Linked DNA regions of Gossypium hirsutum: region 1 is linked to region 2. A link is a contact called in public Hi-C data. All regions are on one chromosome and are shown on one strand. The core of a region is the stretch at or near the end of the contact, and the rest is flanking DNA. Distances in the headings are between cores, read along the strand shown.

Region 1 (7,828 bases), core at 373-2,872, 250 kb after region 2:
TCATCATTCAAACAGCCAAGTTGTACCATGTTTTGACAATCCATAGCTTGACATACTTGTTGACAGCGTGTTGTTAAAAGAACTTTGCAGCCTTTATGATCATCCCCAATTGGAATTCCTATCTTCTCCTTTAAGTTGATAGATTCCCAAATATCATCAACGATGATAAGAATCCTCGGTTCATTCTTCAGTCGTAACCATAATTCTTGCTCGGATCTTCTTCCTTGTTCATTCTTCATATCAAAGCCTATGTATTGTGCAATTTGATCTTGAATTCTCTCAAAATTTGGCTTTTGAGACACAACCGTAATCACAACTTTGTTAAACAATTTCAGTTTTTGAGCTTGACTTCCAACTTCACGAGCCAGGGTGGTCTTGCCCACCCCTCCCATCCCCCATAACCCAATCATGTTGATATTCTCATCTTTTAAGGCTTCAATGATTTGATAGAATGCAGTCTCTGAAGATTTTGAAAACACAAATTCCTTAGAACATAGGAAATCTATAGTGGGAAGGGCAGTAGGAGCAGAGTAGCCGACTGGTCCAAGTTGACCAAATTTGTCCAAAAGCTTAGAGATATCCTGGATTTTCTTCATTGCTTTCTTGCTTAATTGATATCTCCAACTCCAATTAGGACACCAATTGAGACACCTCTTATTCAGTTGGATTTCCTCCTCCAGAGTTCCCATATCCGACAGTGTTTCATCTGCCCTTGATTGCAAGTTCTGTACATCATTTTCAATTTGTAGAAGCCGATTTTTAGCATCCTCAATCTTATGTAGTAGACGATCTCGTGCATCTGCAAGTTCACGCTTTTTCTCTCGGAGCTTTGCAACATTGTCATGAAAGCGACGGACATAATCAAGTTGACGTCCTGCCGGCTTCACCACACAGCCCACAACCAGTGTTCCAACTGTGTTAGAAAGAGCAGCCTCACAAAATCCGCAACCCATGCTTGACAAGCTCAAATTGAAGAATATGATGTTCCAAGTTCAAACACTGCAGTGAATCATAAGTAATTACCATAAAAAAAATTAAAGAATCAAAAAGTGTTTTGAAGATTATGACACTACTTCTTATCCATAAGAAGGATGGTGAAAGGCAACTCAACCTATGAGAATCAATGTGTTGTTCTTTCAACTCAGTCCAGCTGAAAACACAATGAGATCATAAAAACATTAAAAGATGAGATCAGATCAAAAAAATATATAGAACAACTTCAATTGATATATAAAAAACAGAAATGAAGCATATATAAATAGATTTACCTCACTTGGGAACTTTTAAAAACAAACTACACTTAGGGATCAGAAGATTCTTACTTCTAAACAATCAAAAGGGAGGGATTTGAAGGTTGGTTTTTTTTTTAGCAAAAGTAAGTAAAACTGAACACAAAAAAGAAAGGAACTTGAAGAAAGGGGGGAAAAACAAAGTAGAAATTGAAGTTTATCTGCCTGGAAAATTCAACCGCTCGGAAAATTTTACTATTTCAGTATGACCCCTCAATTTCTACAATGTTCCGCCACTAAAAACTGAGTTTTCTTGTAGACAAAGGATTTGTGTTTATTAATGAAGTTGGTTTATTTTGCAATTAAGACCAACAAAGACATGACAGGATAGGAGATAACAAAAAGGAGGGGGTCTTTGGGTCATATTTTTACCCTAGTTTGCTCTATTAGAAAAGTGTTAATTGCATCAACAATCTCTAAATTATGACTATCAATTTAAATTGGTCCCCAAACTTCAAATTATTTTAATTATATCTCCAAATTATCGATACTGTATCAATCAAGTCCTTTTGTTATTACAGTCACATATCAAATCTTACATAGCTAAATTTAAAATCACATATCAAGTCCTTTTGGTTTGCATTTATTTTGCAATTAAGACCAACAAAGACATGACAGGATAGGAGATAACTTACATAAAGGTGAGTCTTTGGGTCATATTTTTACCCTGGTTTGCTCTATTAGAAAAGAGTTAATTACATCAAGCATCTTTAAATTGTGACCATCAATTTCAATTGGTCCCCAAACTTTAGATTATTCTAATTATATTCTCAATTTATCGGTACTATATCAATCGAGTCCTTTTGTTATTACAATCACATATCAATCTTACATAGCTAAATTTAAAATGAAAATTTTAAATAAATAGAATCATGTTACATAACTTTTAAAATTAAAAACAAAAATTAAGTAAAACTTAAATTTTTTTTAAAAAGTGAACATAAAACTTCCATAAAAACTTCGAAAACCTCAAAACTAAAGTTTTTAAAACAGTTATTTTTATAATATTCATTTTTTAATTTTTATTTTAAATTATTATGTCACATTAGATTTAACATATCATTTAATGATTAAACTGGATAAAACAACCTTTCTAATCCATCTCAATTTTGATATTGAATAAATTTATCTCTATAAAAAAATCAAACCAATCTAATCCCTATCAATTTCAAAAGTGACCGAATAAGGACAATTTTCATAAATTTGACTGGTATAATAACAGATTTAGCTGTCAAAGTTAACACATTCTATCAATTTAGTCATGATTTAACAAATTCAACTCACAATATTTTTATAAAAATGTAAATATTAAGACTAAATTTTTTTTATTTTTTAGAATCAAAACGAAACTAAGAAAATTACAATTTAATCATAGATATTTTCATTTTTTTTGTTGAAGATATATTTTATTAATTCATAGATATACAAACTACAAATATGTTCCCGCCTGAAAATCAATAAATCTTGATTAATATATTTTAAAAAAACATGGATTTCAATTTAATCATAGATATTTTCATATATTATTTTGTTGTGACCCAAGTAAATGGAAAATATACCCACTTACCACTTCAAATTGAAGTAATGATTCCAAGAATTTGAGTGTGGATAAGAAAATTCCAAACAGTCTTTTCAGCTCTGTTTTAGTTCAAGAAAAACAGAAAAAGATAATATTAGATCAAGAAATATATAGCAAAATTATATATAAAAAATCACAATTAAACTTGGCTGTGCATTTATTTTGCAATTAAAGACTTGACAGGACAAGAGAGGAGACGACCTAGAAAAGTGTGAAAGTTTTTGGGTCAGTTTTCACTTTTTTACCTTTGCAAAATTATACATTTATGTTTTTCATATTTGTTTCATTTAAAGCGTCTTTCAAGAAAATATGTTCTTTTTCTTCTTATTTTTCATTTGCTATCAGAAATGAAGATGAGTTTTCTTTATTTAAAGTGAATTTTCTATTATATTGCAAATTCTAGAGATAACTTTCCAATGTTTATGTTATATAACAAGTTTTTTTCCTTCAAAATTAAAAAGGAATAAGAATATGGTTTTTTGAAATTTCATACCAAATCATGGATTTGGGTATCTTCAACAAAATGTTGAGCTTTACATAACATCTTCTATTGTCATTTTGGTTTTTTTTTCCGTAATCAAAATAATGTATGAAAGATAAAATATATAATTAATACATCACTTTTTAGAAAATTTTAAACAATGATCATTAATAGTCTCAATAGTTTTATGGCTAAATTACAATCAAATCATTAAATTATTAATAATGTTGAATTTTTTTTGAAATCAACTTTCTATTTTTAAAATGACGAGAATGAGAGTCGTCATCAATCTTTTTTTATTAGGTGTAATCAGATCACCTCGTAATTTAATCATTTTAATAAAAGTTTAAATTTACTAAAACGACGATTTTTGGTTTACAAAATCTAAGAAATGAGTTCGGGAGTCTGTTACGCACGAGGAAGGGTTAGTATCCTCGTAAAATCCAAAATTGGTACCTAAGTGATTAATTAATGTCTTAAGATTGAAAGTTAAAAATTCGAAAAGAGTTTAAAATACGACCCCCTCTTTTTATTAATGTATTTTTTAAGTAAAATCCGTTGAATAAATCAAAAGTGTGTAAAATGTCCTCTTATCTAGAGGTAACAAAAAGGTCATATCCTGTAAGTTAGGACACGCCATCTAGAATCCTCGAAAATAAGTTTTCTCTTTATTTAATTACTATTCAAATCTCAAGTGTTTTAATTTCGAAAGAGATGTTCATGATCAGCTATCTAGGTTCAAAGAGAACGTCAAACCCCATAAGTTAACGCACGACTTCTCGAATCTCCAAATGCGGAACATTGCCATAATTTTAAAAATTTCCTTTTTATGCATCGAGTAAAAATTAGTGTAACACTTAAAATAGTATATATTTAATTTATTCGGGCATCGTACGAAAAACGGAAAATCTATTCAAACAAGATTCGTGACATGATTGCGGTCATAATAAAATTAAATGAAGTATATATAAAAAATAATGATATATGAAAAATAAAAATGTCGTGCTAGTAAGTGGCAGTGCGATATCAATTTGTAGTAATAATAACATGATAATGATAAACATAATAAAATATGAATGTATAATAATATTAATATGAACAATAAATGTGCAAGTAAAACGTAAATAATCTAATTTAGAAAATATATTTTAAAAAATAAATAAATAATGACGACAATAAAGGCAAAAGTAGAAGAGATAAAAAAATAAAAATAAATAAAATGCACAATAAATAAAAAACAAATAAATTTTAAATAAAAAGGAAATAATAAGTAAATAAATCAAATCAAATAAAATAATAAATAAATAATAATAATAATACATAAAAATGAATAATCAAGAAAGGGTCGAAACTAAATAAATAAGGACTAAGTCGACATTGAAATGAAATTAAGAGTCTAAATTATAATAAAATAAGTGCATAAATATAAGAAGGATTAAATTGAAACTAAAGTAAAATTTTAGGGGAGAAATCAGGATAAAAATAAAATAAGGGACTAAATTGTAACATGCAAAGAAAAGAGAGGGACTGAATTGAAACAAAATCAAAATCATAGGGTAGAAATTAAAAAACAAAAAATTTGGATTGAAAAATAATTAAAAAGCTGAAGGACTAAAGGTGCAATAAGACCATTGTAACACCCTCTAACCCCAAACCGTAGCCAGAACAGGGTTACGGCATTACCGGACCTATCAGACAACTTACGAATAATTTACAATTAAAATAACATTCATAGTATAATTTAATAATTAAATCCCTATAATGGACTTTCGAAACCCAAAACATATATTAAAAGTAGAATGGAACTTGTTCGAGTATTCCAAAAAAAATTTTCGTAAATCTTTTTTTGAACAGTATTTCTGCTTATTTTACATAAAATCCCTTGCGAACTTAAAACAAAAAAAAAACCAATACAAATGTTTCAATCAAAGATTTTATACCTTAGAACGCTACTAAATCATGCTTAATAAATTGATTTACTACTTTAATTATAAAGGTTAAAGTTAACATGTAAAAAAAAAACTAATTCATATCTTTCATTCCATTTCAAGATTTAATACTAAGTTTACTAATTTATAACTTTAAACCCTATTTATCATCAAAAAGACCATAACCATTTACTTACAACCAAGATCATTTAGCATATATATATTTACATATATATGACTCGTGTACACTAGCCACTTAAATAAAAGGAAGAAATACATCACCAAAATTTTCTTGTTGGAGTCGAGATCTTTCTGGATGCTGAATTGGACCTTGAACTCTAATGACCTACGCACGGAAACAACTGTACGTTGAGTATTTCATACTCAGTGGTATTACTATAATTTAAACTATTTAATATTAATAAATTACAACATCAACCATAAGCTTTTTTTTTTAAAAAATCATTTAAACTAATTATACATAATTATATATCACTTCATAAATCTTAAATTCATATATATTTTTTATATACTAATTCAATTCATATTTTAATTCATACATTCTTTCTCGTACTTTTAAATAGTGCCAAATCAATCAATCTCATTTTCAAATTTTCATTTCAATTATTTACTCTATTAACAAGGCTCGGACTCTGACAGATACATGGATTACACCCAAACACACTAGAATATCCAACCTAACACACCCGGAATAATATAAATCCTCCATAACACACCAGTATATCATATCCTCCCAAACACACCAATAAGGCATTAGATGCCTTTTCGGATAAACCGAAACATATAATAACAAAATCATCTTCTCGGGCAAACTACAAATCTTCTCATCACATTACAAATCCTATGACATGTCATTTGTATCCAATCTAGTCTAATAAGTTAATAGGGCATTATTTTACTTTTCCAATTTCGAATTCATTTCCACAACAATTTCAAATATTCAATCAATTCAAAACATCTATTATTTCAATTCACTTATAATTCAATATTCACACATATCTTAATTTCAAATTTTATTACTTACCTTACCTTAAATATCTCATGATTACAATTTCAATATAGCATTTAGTAAATAGATTAAATTATAGTAATACAAACCCGGAATAAGCGTTTACTCCTCAACGATCTTTTCTTTTCCTTTGGATGCCGATGCCTCGTTTTCCTTTCTAGCTACGAAAATAATAATTATTTTCACTATTAATTACAACATTAAATTATAAAAAAATAATAATAATTAAATTTTATTCAATTCATGCTTATTCCCAATTTAATTCTAACTAAGCTTACTTACATTTCTAGCTTAATTCATACTTCTTTTCTACTTAATTTCTTTCCATATTTAACTCAACTATTCAATATTCATAATTAAACCCTAATTTAAGACTTCTTATAACTTAATCCCAACTATGTAAAACTTATAGCTTACTTTACAATTTGATCCTTTAATCAATTCTAACTAAAATTTCTATCAATTAAACCCCTAATTGATCAATTTGTTCAACATGAACTATATTCAAAAACTTAGGAATTTCCAAAATTTCAAACTTGATTTCAACAAAACTTTGTTCCAAAACTTTTAAAACATCAAAACTAAGTAAAAAGGACTTATTTGACTTACCAATTAAAGCTTTAAGCTTCAAAATCCTAGTTTTCCCTTTTCTTTTTCTTTTCTTCTTTCCTTTCACCATTTCGAATTGCTCTCTGTTTCTTTTCTTCTTTGTTTTTTTTTCTTTTACTTTTTATTTACTTACTTTACTTTACTTTATTTTATTTGCTTTATTTTTTTAATTACTAAATAATTAATATAATATCAATATAAAATATCTTATGCTTAAATATTAAGTAAATCAATTGTTTAATTACATTTGTACATATTTATTTTATTACACTTGTATAAATTTTATACCATTTATTTGTCAATTATCTTATTTATTTAATAAAAATCTATTTAACAACAAATAATAATATTACAAATGTACATATATATTTTATTTATAAATGTACATTATCATCTATACCATACATTTGTCATCATTTATTTTATTTATCACACAAAAAAATCTTATAATTTAATTTTTTTATCTAATAAATATCTATCTAATAATTTAATATAATTATTACAAATGTATATACTTCTATCAATACATTTGTATTAAATCACTACCATACATTTGTCTTTGTTAAACTTATTTCATAATATAATAATGATAACAATTAATATAATTTATTATTTAATATTAAACCTTAATGATTATCAATGAAATTTTAATGAAAAATATCACATAAAAATCTTCAATCTTACTCAGCTTACGCCGCCTCATACTTATGAATTGGCTTAATTATCATTTTGATCCTTTATACTTTTTTTAATCTATAATTAAACTTTTACCCTTTACTCCATTTAGTCCTTTTTCTTAATTATTTTTAATTAGACTAAATTCACCTAATTAATACCTAATTAAGCACTCAAATAAACTCATAATTACTTTTAATAATTATTTATGACTCAATTTACTAAGACAGAGGCTTG
Region 2 (7,261 bases), core at 4,396-6,895:
TTATGAAATTGAATTGATGGAAGGTTTAAATTTGATCATCATAAAATGATGGAGTTAATAGATAGAATGCATAAACATAAATTTAGCACATAACTTTTACTCATTTTTTCATTTTGGTCTTTTTTTTGGGGGGGGTTTCATTTAGCCCCTCAACTTTTGAAATTTAGTTAAATTGCTTGCTTTTTAACGGAAAAACTGATTGAACTATTAAAGTTTTAATGACATTGGCATGGCAACTCACGTGGCATTTTACGTATATATCACTGCTAATATGGATAAATTTGTTAAAAGTTTTTATGAAGTTTTTTAAATTTGCTAATTACTTTTTATTAATTTTTTAAATTTTTATGAATTATATGTGGACTGTCACGCTAGTGGTCACATCAATACCATTAAAATTTTAATAGTTTAGTTAAATTTTCCATCTAAAAGTAAACAAATTGACTAAAATTTAAAGTTTGTGGGTAAAAATGATCTAAAAAAAGAATAAATGCCATAATGACAAAGTGAGTAATCATTATGGGCTATATTTTTTATTATGCCTAGATAGAATAACTTAGTTTGATACTTAACAACCGTTTAATGAGGAAAGTAAATTGATAAGAAGAAATTGTGAAATGGTGTAAGATTTAGCTAAAGTGATTGAATAAGTATATAATTCAAAAAAGAAGTTATAAGTTAAATGATTAAGTAAATGATATAATTTCAAACCATAATTCCTTATTTATAAAAGATCTGTCATAAGCTTAAGAAAAGGTTAAGTAGAGAATTCTTGTGTACTTACTAAACCCATCGAGCTTAACATGTTAATTGTTTAAACGTGTAGGTGAAAGGTTTATTTTGAGAAAGCATTCGGACTTGGCTATATCAATTGGATCACATCGCACCCTCTCAAAAATGCAAGGTCAATTCCTTGGTATCATCTAAGGGCTCTAGAGTGGCAAGTTCATGGATTGTATGGATTTATAGTGAGTAATGTATTGAGTGTTTATTAAGTTATTTATAAATGTGTCTTTATTGATCATATGATGTTTCAAATAATAATGTGATGTTCTTTAAGGTTTAAAAAGGTCTTGTTATGATTGGAATTGATATGAGGATGATAGGGGATGTTCTGAAGTGTTTTTGAACTAATTTTGAGTTTAGTACACCTTAGACTCGAGACATGACACTTAAGTCTTGAGAGACAAATAAGTTCAGAAACTCACTTTTTTTCTTCAAGGGTCCAAAGTCTCGAGCATAGACTTTTATCTTGAGATAGAAAAGTTTGAAGTAAACAATCTTGATCACTGTCTCAAGACATATAGCTCAAAGTCTTTGAGACATGCCAGGCATGTCTCAAGACATGCTCCATTATTCATATACAACTTGTATTTTTTGACATTTTGGGTCACCAAACGTTCGTTTTATGCATTTTCCATGTCGAAATACCTAGAATATGGTTTAATATGATTTTAAAATGGGTTTAAAGCTTTATAAATGTTGAGAATTGATTTAAAGGATTTTACCAACTAGTTCAAATGATGACTTTATTAAAAAAAAATTTGTAAATGCAAAGAATGAGTCAATATGACATCACTTATTCATGATAGTCATCGAATCGGGTAAGGGTATTACAATATGTAATTGACTAAGGTACCATAACCTTGAAATTGTTTAGGTTAACACTTCTATTATAGGCCCATAGCTAAAGTATTATTGGATTTGCACACATACCAAACCAAAAAGTATATTTACATGTTCATTTGTACTAATGTTTGTACTAAAGTTTTAACCTTTGGAACTTAAGGTGACAATAAAGAAGTCTGAACCACTATCCAAAAAAATGTTAACAATTTTAATTTTAAAGATAATATATATATTTTTTCTTTCACTCACATCGTGGATATCACATAATCTAATATAATTAATACTTTATTAAGTTAGATAATTAGACTCCTGTAATTGACACCGAACTTATATAAAATTATATTATAGGGTTATGGTGCAAATTTGCCACCTTACTATAAGTGAACATTTAAATTTGCCTCTACATTTTATTATGATTGATATTCGTCATTATACTTAAAAATATTGGTAAATTTACCATTAAACTTTTATATGACTGAAAATTGTCATTAAACTTTGAATTTTACTAAAATTTGCCACCAACTTTTATTTTTTTATTAAAATTTATAATTTGATATTGATATTGATGGTTTAAGGGAAAAATATTATTTTAATATTTTATTTTAATAGTTAACAATAAATTAATTTATAGAAGAACTAAAAATTAATAAATTAATAACTTCTAGTTTTCATTTGATGAAAGACTTAAAAAATTAAAAAAAAAAGATATTTTATTTTTATAAATAAGAGTTTTTATTATTCTTTAACATTTTATTAATAAAATTATTATCGTTAATTATATAAGTAAAATATTTAAAAAATATTTTTATTAAATTTTTCTTCAAATTATTTAAAATAAAAAATGAATAGTAAAATATAATAACATAATCAAACTTTAATTTCAAAATTCACACAAGCAAAAGTGAAGTGATAAAATTCAACATAAAGTTAAAAATAGAGTGACAAGTATAACTTGAGTTGAAAAGTATAAAAACAAATATCAATAAAACTAAAATATTATGACAAATTTCAATTTTTAGCTAACATATTTACACATTAACCCATTATAATAATATGTGAGTCTATTAAACAAAAACTTTCCAACACCAAAAAGGTAGGAGGGTAGGGAATTGGCATTCATGTTATCATGCTAATGAATATGATCTCCTTTGGGTCGTTTTCTGCTTTGACAAAATGGAAAAAGGTACAATTGTGTAAATTATTGAAATCCTTTGGGTTGTTTTTGTTGAAACTTCAAAAGGCAAAAGGTACACAATTATGTGGAATATTGATGAAAGAAGGAAAAAGTGACAAACACCTGAATATTTGGATAATAGAGAAGGAAGATTCAAATAGCCAACCTTTGTTTTCATAAGATTCTCAACATCTAATCCTTTGGAAATCCCAAACCCAGAATTTTTGTTGTCGAGTACAGGAAATTAAATCATATTTTGCCTTCAAAATCTCATAGTTGTCAAAATGTAGAAGCTTGAAAGATTCTTTGTTTAATTTTTAGGTAGATTTCACAAGTACTCTACACAACAATACCTCCAAACAATTTCATCATTTAGTTTGGAGTTGGAATTTTTTTAAAAAAATTAATCCCATTTTACCAAAGCATTTTATTTGTTCAATTTTTTTTATAATCACAATTTTTCACATCCGTTTTACGGTCTAAGCTTAATTTTGTTCAGATTAGGAATGATATTCATGTAAAGCTCTCCTAATAATATTGACTTCAAAATTTAAATTTGATCCAAATATCTAAGAAAGAAGTCCACTTTCACTTCTTTGAATAATTGATAATGCATGAACTAACATTTTAAAAAGAGTTGAATTTAATCAACCTTTTAAAAAGAGTCGAATTATTGTTTTAGTTGAAATACTGACTAAAATGTTAAATTTTTTAAACATGACAGCACACATGACAATCCATGTGCACTTGATTTTTTTTTATGATTTTTTTATATTTATATTTATATTTGAATTTTTAATTTTATGAATATTTTTATAAATTTTAAATTATTTGTTGATGTAACATATAAGATAAATTATGTCATATCAATATAAAGTACACACAAACCACTATGTGGATTATCATATTAACATCATTAAAAAATTAATGTTATTAAAATAGGTGATTTAACTTTTTTTTTAAATTAATAATAAATTTAATTAAAAAAATAAATTTACAAAAATATAATTATTCTTTTAGAAGAAAGAACATAACTTTTTGACTTCATCGACAAAGTCTGGCTGCTTATAAATTTGGTTTCCTAGAATATTCTTGCGGTGAGGCTTATTAGGTTAGAATTTAACTTCATTGATAGAAACGTAAAGATACTGGAACCTAGTGAGTAGGGAATGTTTTCTTATAATTAATGTTTTTAGAATTCAATTTGTAGTTGAATTAATTAGATTATCTGTTCATCAGTTTAATTTTTTTGATGAATTAATAATATTTAAAACATATTAAAAATATCTAAAAAATAACAAAAAAAATTGATTCAACCGTCGATTCAATCAGTTTTTCAGTCGATGCAACTGATTTGTACTGGTTCGAGGTTCAATCAATCTGATGGCTTTCTTCATATCGTTACCTTAGGCGGTTCATGGGTCGAGTCGGGTTTAAGCATGATACTAATACACTTTATGCTTGCCCAAGTCAAATCCGACTCAGAATATGAGCCTAAAATTTTATCTAAGCTCGTCCATATTTTTCAATGACTAATCCAAGCCCATTTAGGTCTGCTAATTTTTTTGAAAAATATTTATATTACTTTAATATAATATTTAATAATTTTATATATTTTTCATTTTTTAAAATTTTATATATTCATTTAAGCCTACCGATTATAGGGTATGATATGCAAATGTGAATGATACAAGGTATGAAAATGTTAATATATATGATAGTTGCCCATACAAATTTAGTAAAATGTTAGCATACGGTTAACATGCCAATAGAGTCATATGCACGCTTGTATGGGATATGTGATGATACGAAGATTATGATAGGTTATATCAAGATCTCTACGACGACTCATATTGATTTGATGCGAAACGAGGGCACGAACGATAACTGACCTCAATATTGGTCCAGGACATTCAGATCAACACCAACCTTTAAAATAATACTAAAATTTAGTAACTTAAAATGAATATAAACCCTAAAACAACCGCCCAACACATCCCCTTCTAAATGAAAACAAAACTACACACTTCCTTGCAACCAACTGCACTTACGCTTCTTAATTAATCAAATTCGAGTTTCCAAACTATTGGAATCGAATACTCCTATAAAAAATAAGATCAGAGGCTGATTAGAGTGAAGAAATATAAATCTTAACCTTGTTGGAGAAGCGGCAAAAAGAAGAAAAACCAACACCCCATAATGGTGGTTCTAAGGATGACACACCACCATAATCGACCACAACAAGGGTTATTTTTGTATGGCACCAAAAGAAAGATTTAGGGGCAGATTAGGGATTATTTTTAGGCATGTAAAACTAAGAAAAAGAGGGCTGGAACCACAACACCAATAAGCAAATAATGGCTCAAATTGGCAACCAACAAAAGGAGTTCCTAGGGGCGACAAACATCACTCACGACGGTGGATCTAGGAATTGTTTTGAGCGGCTTAAAAGAACTGTTTAGGGCTAAAGGGGATTGATTAGAACTGTTGGATCGCCGGTACATTCCATGGCACAGCAAAAATATTATTCCAACGATCGTCAACCAAGGATCCATGTACATGGAACGAATCGGGTTGAAACAAAGGTTGAAAATATACCATAATCGACCACAACAAGGGTTATTTTTGTATGGCACCAAAAGAAAGATTTAGGGGCAGATTAGGGATTATTTTTAGGCATGTAAAACTAAGAAAAAGAGGGCTGGAACCACAACACCAATAAGCAAATAATGGCTCAAATTGGCAACCAACAAAAGGAGTTCCTAGGGGCGACAAACATCACTCACGACGGTGGATCTAGGAATTGTTTTGAGCGGCTTAAAAGAACTGTTTAGGGGCTAAAGGGGATTGATTAGAACTGTTGGATCGCCGGTACATTCCATGGCACAGCAAAAATATTATTCCAACGATCGTCAACCAAGGATCCATGTACATGGAACGAATCGGGTTGAAACAAAGGTTGAAAATATACCTTTCAAAATTGAAAAGCAACGAATGACGTTGTTGATAGGATCCCTTTTAGAGATGTCGATTACAAGCTGCAACAATAACATCTCTGTAACAACCTGATTTTCAGTGGAGTCGAAAACAGTGGTACGGGACCACCAAATCCGACGAGTAAGCTCATAAATTTTATTATTTAGTATTTACGAGTCAAACGTGGTTTTAGGAAGATTTTTGAATTAGTAATTTGTGTTTAATAAGGATTTAATTGGTTAAGTGGTTTAGAAAACGAGGTATCGAGACCTCGACTTTATAAACCGAGCCGTAAATATTTTTATAAATATTTACGAAGTGTCATTAAGGTAGTATTAAAGTTTCGTTAGAAAATTTTAACGTTTTGATAGTTAATTAATTAAATAGGTCTAAATTAAAAAAAATGCAAAACTTACTAATTAAAAGAAATAGTAATTAAATGACTTAAATGGTAAATAGGAAGGACTTAAAGAGTAAATAAGCCACAAAGAAATGGCTGAGGCGGCGTAAGAGTTAAAAAATAATAAAACAATGTGAACTAATTTTAAATTTTATGAAATTAAACTTAAATAAATTGAAATCTAAAGAATATTCTTCTTCAATTCTCAGCTAAAAATAGTCATAAGAGCTCTTAAAGCTAGTTTTTATATTTTAGCTCTATCTCCGTATCAAGAGCCCGTAGACAATCGTGAAAAAGGAAAATTGGAAAAATAGTCCTTGAATTACTACAAATTTTATAATTTAATTTAGGTAAGTTCGTATGGTTAAACTTTAATGTTTATATATTAAATTGATGAATGATATTATGTATTTATTCATATCTATTGTTGAAAATAAAAAAAATATTGTTAAAATTATGAAATTGAATTGAATATTCAAAACGAGTGGAACGCGGGATTGAGTACAATCGTTCTGTGGCGAAAGATAGTAAAGGAAGAATTGACGGCAAATTACCCAAGTAAACCGAAGTTCAGCATTTGTTGCTTACTTTCGTGTTTACTTTCCATTTAGCTCTCACGAGCTTCTGTTTAACTCATATGAGTTTCCGATTAACCTTAATGGGTTTCCGTTCATCTCTTTTGAGCTTTTGTTTAACCCTAATGGGTTTTCGTTCAGCACTTTTGAGCTCCCGTTCAATCCTTATGGGTTTCTCTTAGCACCTATGTGCTTCTGTGCAGCCTTTGGGCTTCTGAATATGATGTACTCATATTCGTAAGTCGTTCTCAAATTCGGTAAGGATTGGTAAGTGAAATTATGAAATTAATATTGAAAGTCTTATTGTAATTATTGGTAAGTGTAATTATTGGTAAGTGTAATTATTGGTATTAATATATGATGTAAAATAAAATGAATATACAATAATTAAATGAGTCTCGAATTATAGAAATACAAGTGGAAATTTCGAGCTACTCGTCGAAGGCTTTGGATTTTCTTTTCCCTCTAAATGAATTTGGGTCAATGATAGTTACAGATTAACATAGG

What was found. Hi-C and Micro-C count contacts between places; a contact is called where the count stands out from the background.
Region 1: a contact with region 2 is called in a Hi-C map of seedling, with 1.8 times the contacts expected there. The contact joins the promoter of LOC107902277 here to the enhancer-like site in region 2. A contact is called at or near these places in 2 of 34 Hi-C or Micro-C datasets (leaf and seedling).

What each region holds. Positions count from the first base shown.
Region 1 is chrD05:58,008,583-58,016,410 of Gossypium_hirsutum_v2.1, forward strand. LOC107902277 (disease resistance protein At4g27190) reads right to left here and starts at 1,623. Exons shown (of 4, transcript XM_041092266.1): 1 at 1,269-1,623; 2 at 1,112-1,150; 3 at 1-999. The coding sequence starts at 953.
Region 2 is chrD05:57,749,761-57,757,021 of Gossypium_hirsutum_v2.1, forward strand. No RefSeq gene overlaps it. Among protein-coding and RNA genes, the nearest start is that of LOC107903662, 8.3 kb to the left of the region's middle. Within about 2 kb of position 5,646, at least 1 of the 9 cell types and tissues checked has an H3K27ac peak or open chromatin away from gene starts, as enhancers often do.